Regions from separate parts of the Mus musculus genome. Here region 1 is linked to region 2. The links are chromatin contacts, called in public HiChIP or PLAC-seq maps. All regions are on one chromosome and are shown on one strand. The core of a region is the stretch at or near the end of the contact, and the rest is flanking DNA. Distances in the headings are between cores, read along the strand shown.

Evidence for each region. HiChIP or PLAC-seq counts read pairs in DNA pulled down with a chosen protein or histone mark.
Region 1: a contact with region 2 is called in an H3K27ac HiChIP or PLAC-seq map of embryonic stem cells, with 8 times the contacts expected there. The contact joins the promoter of Prdm2 here to the enhancer-like site in region 2. A contact is called at or near these places in 2 of 39 promoter capture datasets (embryonic stem cells and hippocampal neurons), 1 of 484 Hi-C or Micro-C datasets (the C2C12 cell line) and 3 of 115 datasets of contacts at active chromatin or transcription factors (all in embryonic stem cells).

Annotation. Positions count from the first base shown.
Region 1 is chr4:143,211,446-143,216,713 of GRCm38.p6, reverse strand. Prdm2 (PR domain containing 2, with ZNF domain) reads left to right here and starts at 4,005. Exons shown (of 10, transcript NM_001081355.3): 1 at 4,005-4,099.
Region 2 is chr4:142,168,528-142,174,244 of GRCm38.p6, reverse strand. The region is part of intron 5 of Kazn (kazrin, periplakin interacting protein); the gene reads left to right. Among named protein-coding and RNA genes, the nearest start is that of Kazn, 44 kb to the left of the region's middle. Within about 2 kb of position 2,729, at least 50 of the 459 cell types and tissues checked have an H3K27ac peak or open chromatin away from gene starts, as enhancers often do. A contact at or near this core is called in embryonic stem cells, where this site is marked.

The sequences.
Region 1 (5,268 bases), core at 2,756-5,255, 1.0 Mb before region 2:
TGTAAGTACACTGTAGCTGTCTTCAGACACACCAGAAGAGGGCGTCAGATCTCGTTACAGATGGTTGTGAGCCACCATGTGGTTGCTGGGATTTGAACTCTGGACCTTAGGAAGAGCAGTCGGGTGCTTTTAGCCACTGAGCCATCTCACCAGCCCCACAGATGCTGTTTTATACTTTGCTAGGCCAGGGATTGCACTTGCTAGGAAGGGCTCACTAGATTGCCTGGCCCATCCTTGTACTTCCCCATTTAGCCTAAGATGTCCTTGAACTCAGGTTCTTCCTGTTTTGGCCTCCCATATAGCTATGCTTGTAGTCATCAGTTCTAGCACTCTTTATGCACAGACAAACAGACAGACAGACACACACACACTTCTCTTACCTACTCCAAGTCTTGAATATCTTAGAGGAAGCATGGTGATCTCGAACATGACAGTTGATAATTGTGATTGAACGGGCCATCAAGACAATATTTACCTTAGAAATTATGCTTGAGAATGTGTATGTGTGCAGGCAACACACACACACACACACACACACACACACACACACACACACACACACAGTTGCCTACAATGGCTACTGGTCTGGTCTAGCTTTTAAGTGTGTGTGTGTGTGTGTGTGTGTGTGTGTGTGTGTGTCTATGCATGTATGTGCTCCAAGGATGAATGAGGTGGGTGCTTTCTATGGAACTGAACTGTCCAAGTTAAAAACCTGGTTTCATTTCTTTTTTTTTAAATTTTAATAAGATTTATTGTTATATGTAAGTACACTGTACTGTCTTCAGACACATCAGAAGAGGGTGTCAAATCTCTCTTATTTTAATCCCTCCTCCCTCTTTTTTTTTAAATCCCTTCCCGTGTCAGATCTCTTTATGGATGGTTGTGAGCCACCATGTGGTTGCTGGGATTTGAACTCAGGACTTTCGGAAGAGCAGTCAGTACTCTTATCCGCTGAGCCATATTTCCAGCCCCTGGCTTCATTTCTTTAACTGGGCAATGTCTTCATCCACATTGGCCTTAGTTCTCACAGCTGTACATGCGCTCACCACACACAGCTGTGATGAATGGGACATAATCCATGTACAATGTCTATAACAGAACCTAGCAGGGAATAAGTATTGTCATTCAGGGAGTCTTAAGTCCACTTACATTGTCACTGATACTGTAGTTTAAAGTCTTTGGTACTAGCTATAAAGTGTTTAATCTTTTTTTTTTTTTTTTTTCGAGGCAGGGTTTCTCTGTGAGGCCCTGGCTGTCCTGGAACTCACTTTGTAGACCTGGCTGGCCTCGAACTCAGAAAACCACCTGCCTCTGCCTCCCAAGTGCTGGGATTAAAAGCATGTGCCACCACCGCCCAGCTAAGTTTTTAATCTTTTAAGGGGCAATTCTATAGAAATTGCTGTGGTTTTGATTACAATCACATTTTTTTTTAAAAAAAAATACAATGTCTGGGCTATACATAACTGCTTATCTCTATCTGTTTTGAGAGTCAGGGAGATGCCATTTTCCCCCCGTAAGTATTATCTATTTAGTGCTTAGACATTGCTCTGGGTTTTGAGTGTAGCATGTGCCATTTTAACACATAATATGTGCATAAGTGACCAGGGCTGAGCCAGGTGACTTGTGCAACATGGAGTTTCATTCACGTTGCAGACTTTGATAGTGAGTGTGTTGTATACGTCCGTCTCCTAATAAACAGACCACAATTTCTGATTAAAGCATCTCTATTCCCATCATCCTTCATTAGCAAGGCATTTCATCATTTCAAAGAAGGAAAACAGTAGTATTTAGTACACCGCACAGCTAATCATCACTAATGAAATTTCACTGTAATCTCCATAGCCTTTGTCTTTTTTAATTGAACAGATGAACTATAAAGTGTGTCGTTCAGTCTGGGAAGTATCACAGTTTAGAGAATTGAAACATGTTCAAACAAAATACACAGATTAAAAGTATACAGTGGTTGGTTAGAGGTGGTATTTAGAAGGACCGAAGATTTACTCAGTGTGGTAGGCTAAATAATCGTTACTAAGCATCTGACCTCAACTCAATCCCTTGAATTCTCAAGCATTACCTCTTGCAGAACTTCTGTTGCTATGACTCAGCAATGAAGAGATTAACTGTGGTTTAGCTGGGTATCCTCAGTGCAACTGTATAGATTATGAAAGAACAGAGGGAAATTTCACTACCTACAGAGGAGAAAGTGATGTAAAGATGAAGAGAGTGTGATGATGTTGGCCTTGAAGAGTTGAGTGGCATAGTGACAAGCCAAGGAATGTTGGCAGTCACCAGAAGCTGGAAGAAGGAAACAGTCTCCCCTAGAGACCTCAGAGGAAGTGTGGTCCTACTGACACCTTAGCTTGAGTCTACTGATACTGATTTGGACTCTAGCCTCTACATTTGCAGGAGATTAAATTTCTGTTGTTTTAAGACATCAAATCTGAAACCGTTGCCCCAGGGGAAAAAGGCATTGTCATATCAGATTAAAGACAGGAAGAACAGCCACTGCCTTCTTGGCATGGTGTTCTCTGGTTTTACCATGTCATGTTTTGATTTGACAAAAATCAAAATCCCCTATATTTCCTTTTGCATTCTATTGGATGCCAGGGGGTAAGTAGATTTTCTTTTAAAATGATGGCTATGGCAGTTTGGTGGTAGATGAGGTGGTGGTCTCCCTTTTGCTCCCACGCTACCTCAGATGATTTTTGATGCATATACTTAGTAAGGTGTTAATCAAATAAAGAGTGCAAATTCCAGTGGCAGCCTGTACCATAATAGTGTATATTCTAGTGACAAGTTTGCATGTCTCTCTTAGGTTTGTAAACTCTTGACTAGTGAGAGACATAAGCAAACATTTGAGGTTTTATTTCCTCTCTCCACGGGCTCTGTGGTGATCCAGACCTTGACAACACTTGACATTGTCCTCACCTGTCAACAGTACTGATGAGATAATCACCATGTCACCAATCCTTTACAGAGTATACCACAATCCACGTTGATTGACGTACTTTCTAAACAACAGGTACATTTGATGAGCTTGTCTGGTCTTTCCAAAGTTTTGGAGGCACATTTGAACATAATACATTATCTATTTTTCAGATCCTTTTCTCAGAGGACTAATACGGCCCACTACACTTAGATTTTTTTTTTTTTTCCTTTCTTCTCAGAGGATAGCTTTATCTTGAAGTACTCATGGCTCTGGGTACCATCTAGATGTGACAAGTAACTTTCATCTCTCTACAACTTCAGATTGATTGGCAACTATGTTCCCGTCAAACCTCTTTTCTGGGATGTCAGAAGTGGTCTCCAGTTCAATCCAATCCATCTCCAGCTCACTTGTTTGTAAATAGTGGTGCAGTTCCCAAGGGCAAGATGAAGGCCATGCTGGGTACCACAGAGCCTTGGCACTGACCTAGGCCCATAGCTGGCAGTTAGCAAATGCCTCCTGGTAAGGGATGAATACAGCCGCTCAGTTGCATCTGCTTTGCTGAAGTTTCGGGTTTGTGTGTGTGTGGCTATATTGGTCCTTTGCACACCATTTAAACGGTCTATTTGCCTGGCAGTGGTCTAGTGAGTGGCCTTCAGAGTGGATTCTGCTCTTGTTTTTCTTGAAACAAGGTCTAAGGGTGTGGTCCTGCCTTCCTGGAATTCACTATGTAGCTCTGGCTGCTTCTGCCTCGAGTTTGGGGATTAAAGTGTGCGCCACCACGCCAGTCAGTCGCGGTCGTCTGAAGTAGGGTGGCTTCTCTGACCAACTCTTGAGTTTCTCAGCCCTAACTCTATAGTGGTCAGGCTGGCCCGGCCATGGCGACGCGGGCTTCCCTTCGAGGTAATAACGCTCTGGGGCGAGCGGCGAGTCCGTGATTGACAGAGAGGGCGACACAGTCCGCCGGGGTCACGCCTGACCGTCGTGTTGAGCTCCTCGGGGTCGCAGGCCACGAGCTACGCGCGGGGTCGGGGTCGGGGTCGGGGGTTGTGGGCGCCGTGCCGACGTCACTTCCGGCCGGAGCCAAGATGGCGGCGGCGCGGCCGCGGGCGCCAGAGCGACGGCGGCGGCTGCGGCTCTGGGCTCGCTGAAGCGTTGGCACGTCGCGCTCTGGTGAGGAGCGGCGGAGCCGGGGAGGGCGGGCGGGCCTCGGGGGAATGTCCCTTGGTGTCAGTGAGGAGTGTGGCCACCGCGGCGGGGGCGACCGGGCCGGGCGCTAAGGGGATTGCGGGGCGGGCTGACGCGCCCCCTTCGAGCTTCCTCCGAACGGCCGGGAACCGGTGGCTGGCGCTGGCGCCGACGCGAGGCGGCGCGAAGGCTCCCGCTCCGCGGCTCTTAAGTCCCCGCGGCCAAGTTTCGGGTCCGTTTGGTGACGGCGCGGCGGACTCGGGGTGCGCGGCTGCGGGGTCGGCGGGGAGCGCACGTGGGCCCCGGGCGGTCCCCATCCGCAGGGCTGCGCTGATCTCTGCTCTTTTGTGTCCCGGGTTGAATGTGCGAGCGCATCTGCAATCCTCGAGTTGGTTCTGTGCCTCGAGCCTTTGTGTTTTTCACCCCCGTATAGTTTCCGTGTGCTATAAACCTGCCAGTGGGCTCCTCGAGTGTCCCCCATCGACCCACTGGTGCATACGTGCATGTGTCACAGGTGTGCGCTAGCATACATAGGACTGGTTTGCGTTCGTCAAAAGATCCATCTACTATGTCTCCGAGGGTGACGAGCGAGACACGAAATAGACCTTAACAGGTCAGTGTTCTTCCACGATCCACGCGTGAAGCACCGGCCAATGGCCTAGCACTTACCGTTAGGTCGGGCCTCGAGCTGGGGAAACAATCCCACAGATCGCCGGGAAGCCCCGTTGCCTCTTACTACCCAGCTGGAATTTACACCTAGAGAAATGGGGTTTCCCTTCACCCCCCGCATTTCATGTATTGAGGATTTGGGTGTATTTGACACGTGAACTGCCTTTTGCCAAGTTCCAGTGCCTTGCCCTTAGGACCCTTTAATGAAACACGGGAATGTTTGTTTCTAGTACACAGTGTCCCCAGAACATGACTAAAATTGTATCTCAAAGTTTTTTTGTTTACTTCGAGGTTATTCTTTAAAGTAATATATACAGCAAAGACAACCTCCCAATGGTTTTTTGTTTGTTTTTTGGTTTTTGTTTTTCTTTTACCTACAATAGCACAGACTACAGTTGGATCATTCTGCCCACGATGATATTGGAAAAGAGGTTTTAGGATATTAAGAGGAGGAACTGAGAGACATTATTCTGTTGTTTTCCTGT
Region 2 (5,717 bases), core at 1,480-3,979:
GCTTCCAGCCCTTGTGCAATGAGCTGTGTTAACACCCACCCACTGGCCAGGCTCTTGAGGTCCTAATGAAACTTTTATGGCTATGAACCAAAAGCTAGGGCTGAACGACAGCTCAGAGGCCAAGGCTTGTCTGGCTTGTGAGAGGCCCCAGGTTCCTTCTCCTGCACACAACCTTACAACCAACAGCCATCAAGAAAATGCCAACCCTAAGAGCGTGTAAAACATGTTTACTCTCAGTATCTTGTTCAAACAAAGGAGGATTTCATGAGGCTGGGGGAGGGGTGGGTGGAGGAGGGAGGCCCTCTCTCCCTTCACAGGGGGTTCTGACCCAGGACTACCACTTTGCACAAGAACCTCTATAATGGAGTGGCTCAGGGTCCCTCAGCTCTGGGGATGGATGTGAGCCTCAAAGGCTGGGGCTGGGCAGGTCCTAATGGTGGCTCAGCTGTGTGCAGTGTTGGCCTTCTGTGGAGGAGAGCCGTCTTCTCCCTGTCTTTGTTTCCCTGGGTCTTTTCCACAGTGCTGTCTGCCCAGGGGTCAGAGTAACACTCAGTGGGTTGCACAGAGCATGAGATTAGCTCACTGGTCCTATTGTCCTTCACTCCCCAGATATTCACTGGCCACCCACTCTGTTCCCCACACTGTTCCAGAAGCCAAGGATCCAGCAAATGGCAAAACAGAGAGCCACAGAGTAATTAGAAATAGCCCTGGTGCCTGGTGCTAAAGAAGAAACTACAAGAGGGAAGGGTGGGCTATGCCAGGGTCGGCAACTTTAGAAACTTCCAGAAGAAACTGACACTGATAATCTAGTCAGTACCTTCTGGGGCCAAGCCCTGCTGGGAATTCGTCAGATACCTATGGGGCTTAGGGACGGCCTTGGAAAATCATGGAGAGGGATAGATAACCTGGAGCACTCAGGACCCAGGACCTGGAGCACGAGTGGGAGCCCTGCTGTATACTCTGGTATGGCTGTGCACACTAGGTCTCAAGGGACAGACACCAGCACCATCTGTCACTTGAGAGATTTTATGAGCTAATACTTGCAGAGTGCTTACAGCAGTGGCCAGCCCATGTGCAAGCCCAGGCATTGTCACTCCTGGACAGGAGCCATTATCCCCATTTATTGTTGAGTAAACCATTGCCTAGAAACCACAGAGTCTGGATTTGAACCCAGAACTGGCACTTCTGGTCCATCAGGTGATGCCTAAGCTAAGAACTCGACGCCTGCTGCCCAGTGCAGCTGTGCCCTATGAACGGGGCCCAGTTTGTAGATGGAACTGTCACTCACTATGTAACATTGGATTAACCTGAACTTCTAACCCTCTTGCCAGCAACCTCCCAAGTTCAGGAATTACAGGTGTGAACCACCACATCCGGTTTGTGTGTTGCTGGTGAGTGAACCAAGGGCTCTGTGCATGCCAGCCAAGCACTCTTTCCGACTCCCGTCCGCAGCCTATGGCCGTTGCTAAAGAATCTCGTGTAAGCTTAGTTTGTGCAACTAACTTAGTTTCCTGCCATTACCAACACTGGGATCTTCTCCCCACATAGAAAGCTGGGGGACTGGGGGCAGTGGCTGGCAGCAGGTGAAAGACCATGCCCTCACCCAGCCTGGGTGGCCCTGGCAAGCCAGCGGAGATGCTTCATCCAAGTTCCAGAGCGGAGAAAGCACCTCCTGCCAGCTTCCCTTCTTAATCCAAAAACCATTTTGCCCTGAAGTCTTAATGTAGAATCCAGGAAACTTGTCTTTGTTTTGAGCCTGTGGCAGCCTGCTGCTTCCCTGGAGGCTGTGCTCCAAGTTTCAGTAAATCCAGCCTACCAACCAGCCAGCCTGCTGGGGGGCGGGGGGGGGGGGGGGAGGGAGGGGGAATGGGACCGGCATTCCCACACACTCTTTCTGATTTCCCCCACCCTGACCCCACCTGCCAATGCTAGGTGCAGGCCCTTATGTTTTGCAGAGCAGAGAGTTACAAGGTCACTGCAGGGTCTCAGGGTCATAAAGGCCTCAGTTAGGCCTGAAAGTGAGAGTGTCAACTGACTGTGGGACCCAAGATTGGTCATTGCACCCTGAGGAGCCTCGCTTTGCCCACCTGCCAGGATGAAGCACAGAATCTCATTGGGGACCATGGGAACGAGTGTATCGTTTGGGATACGAAGTGCTGATATCCCATATGCTTGCAGAGCATATCACCGAGGTCACTGATGTCATTTCATGTGAGCCTTCCAACACAGAGCAGGTAGGACCAAAGGTTGAGGACTTGCAGGGCCCCTAGTGCTGTGATCTGGCTCTAAGTCTAAGGCTCTTTATACATTCCGAGTACAAACTACTGGTTTTTATCCTGTTATCCCAGGTCCTCAAGGGTTCCCAGGAGACAGTAGTCACAAGACAGCAGCTGAAAGCATAGATGACCCTACCTACTCCTTACCTTCATGTCCCCACCCCCAGCTCCTCAGAAGTTCCCCAAAGTTCCTCCTTCACTCTCCTTGTTTAGCCATACAGGGTTGTTTGTTTGGGCTGTTACTAGCCCAACTTCTGTGATTCCCCTCCAGTGCATCAAGCCGGAAATTCTTCTCTCCTGTTCCCGAGAGCAGGAGCCCTTTTCTCCTGCACGCTGACTCAGCACTTTCCCGGTTCCCAGCCTGCAAAACTGAAAGCAGCCAGCCTCTCTTTCAGCCCCACCCGGAGCCCAGGAATGGTCTTTAGACCCAGGCCGAGCCTCGGTGCCACTCCCCAAGACATGCCCAGACACATTTGCGGACCAGTCATTTCTCCCCTCTCAGAGCCCCCTTTGCAATAAAGAAAGTTCTGGGCCTTCGTTCTAACAAAACCCCGGTGTGTGGCCACCTCAACTCCCTAAGCTGTAGGGAGGACAAAGCCTAGTCAGGCGGGGGCCCTTGGATCAGATTGGAGTCACTGGGCCTCATACAAACCACCCTGAGTGAACCAAGGTCCTGTCATAATACACAGTGACCTAATGCAGGTGCATCAGGAAGTGGTTGGTGCTGGGGACCCAGGCTGCTGGCAGAGGGCAGAAATAAAAGGTGACCTGGGGCCAGGACCTCTGGGAGCCTTGGCAGTAGACCTTTTTATTAGGGAAAAAATTCACTCATTCACAGAAGCCAGCGCAATGATGTCATGAATCTGGGTACCCGCCATTGGCCCCACCTCTGTTCTGAGTCGGCCCCACCCGTGCCTGCTCCGCCCTCTTCATATTATCTAAAGTGAGTCCCAGCCACTGGAGATGTGTACAGGGCTTGCATTCGAAGCTACAGAAAAACAAAAGACTTGCATCACTTTGAATTTCCTAGTCACATATAAACTCATTGATCTATCAACGATTTGTTTGCTTGTTTGTTTGTTTTTGCTTGGCAGGATCCAGGAGGCTCGCAGTGGGTTGCATTGCAGCCCCTTGTGTGTCTCTCCATGTTTGTGCGTGCACACACATTGGTGAGGTCAAAGGTCAACAACGAGTATCTTCTCCAGTGACTTTCCGTCTTAGTTTTTGGAACAGGGTCTCTTACTGAACCTGACTCTCAGTAATTCACATGCTGTCTGGCCAGCATGGCCTTGGCTGGCCGAAACTGAGGGAGGCCTGGCCTGCGCCAGGTATTCCCTGCTGACACACTAACACACAATCTTCTCCTGGCTTCTTGGACAGCCAGCCCTCTCTTTCCCCTCTTCCTTTCTGTGACAGCAGGCTGACCTCAAAATTAACTGTATAGCTGAGGATGACTTTGAACCTCTAATCCTCCTGCCTCCACTCCCCTGAATACTGGAACTCCAGGCACGTGTCACTATACCCAGTGTATGTGGCCCTGGGAATTGAAGTCAGGGCTTCATGCATGTCAGACAAGTATTCTGCCGACAGCCGCGCCGCCACAGTCCCTCTATAAGCTTTTTGCTAATCACCCACAGCATCTCCCAGGCCCCAGTGCAAAGCCCAGGATGGGAACCAAGGAAGCAATCACAGTGTAGTACGGTGTACTAACCGTACTAACCGTGGGAGTAACTCATCCCCTCTGTCCAGCCCACGGCACCACACGGCACCAGGCAGAGTCTCAGCTCCCTGCCCCTGGGACCTCCCATGCCCTCTTCAAGGCCTAAGCTCCAGCTACGTGAAATCTGTTGTGACCCTTAAACACCTGCAGCCACAGAAGTACCACCCTTCCCCAGAAAAGACACCAAGTTCTCTTTTCCCCAGAGGCAACTTCGAACCTCCTGACCCTGGAAGATCAGACTGTGAAGCCCAAATGCAAAATATACCTGACATCAGTCCGATGGGAATGAAAAATAATGGGGTGGGGGCGTGTCTGGAAGCCTCACAGTTTTAAGGAGCTGAGGAGAGCAGTCAAGGTCACAGTGAATGGCAGTGGGGAGGGGGCGGGGTGGGGGGCTGGGCCAGTACCTCGCAAAGAACTAGGGTAGGTGATAGATGCATTTCAGACACAGTGAACAATGAGTTCAAATATCCTGTGGCTCCTTTAGAAAAGTGGTTTACCAGCCCTTCTGAAGGGCTGCCTGGCCTGTTTGTTTATTTGCTCAGCCCAGCCCCTCCCTATGCAGTAGAGGAGGCAGGAAAGACCTGCAGGTGCAACCTGCTAAATACCTGTAGCAGCCTGAGCCCCTCTCAGGACTCAGGGGGACCTACCAACTCTGCCTCAGAAGCCAACCACTCAATGGCTTGCTCTTGGGCCCGTTGTTTTTCCCTGTGGCCCTTTGGGTAGTGAGTCTCCACATGGGATCTAGTAGAGAGACTCTGTCTACAGACTGGAGATCTTTTTGGCTCTCCGAGGCTCAGCTCCTGCAGCTCCCCACTCCCCCCCCATGCCCCCCCCCCATCTCCCACTGCCTCCATCATGAAATTAGTCCCTGAGTCCCACTGGCCTACCCGAGAGGAGCCTCTAAGAAAGGCTGGGGGTACCTTTGCCCACTGTGGTACCTTGCAGCACAGCCAGGTGTGGTCCTGCTACAATGTAATGATCACATATACAGTATCAATTCCCCTGACCAGCCAAAACCCCCAGATTAACCTGCCAAGCTCTGCCATCAACTTCTCGATGTGAGGCATTTCCAGGGCCAGCCCTGTGCCACCAGCATGGAGGACTGTCACCAACTGGCATTTATTTATCTCGTCCCTAAAACTGGACTCCTGGGACATCTTGGCCCATGCCCCCAGATTGAAGGAACGGGTGTCTAAAGAAACGGAATGATCAGTTATTTGTGGGTGCCCACCAAGGCGGCAGAAAGCAGGGAGACCCTGCCACTCTTAAGGGGAGAGCTGCCTTTCACTGACACCTTCGCCATCTAGAAAGTGCTTCCTCTGCTACCTCAGGACCTTTGCACATGCTCTTCTGTTGGATAGACCGTTCTCCCCTCCCCCCATGGCCAAGCTTTACCACCCTTGCAGAGATCTTGTTTATTTACCTCGCCCACCTCACTCAGCTTGCAGTTAAAGCTTATGCATGGTGCTTAGATAATAATTAAAAGGCTGTCGTGTGCGGCTGACGCCCTTGTGGTGCAGATTTCCATCGAAGTGAAGCCACCCAGTGGTTGCCAACATTTTTTGTCATCAAGGCTTTGTATCATCATTACTGGGTCCTGCAGGCCTACAAGATGACTTACTGAAATGTTAGTTCTGCATGATTGGATCTGGAGCCTGCGAGGCTCTGGGGGATCCCCCAGTCTCCCTTCCTCCATTTCCCCCAGGCCTGTCTCTAAT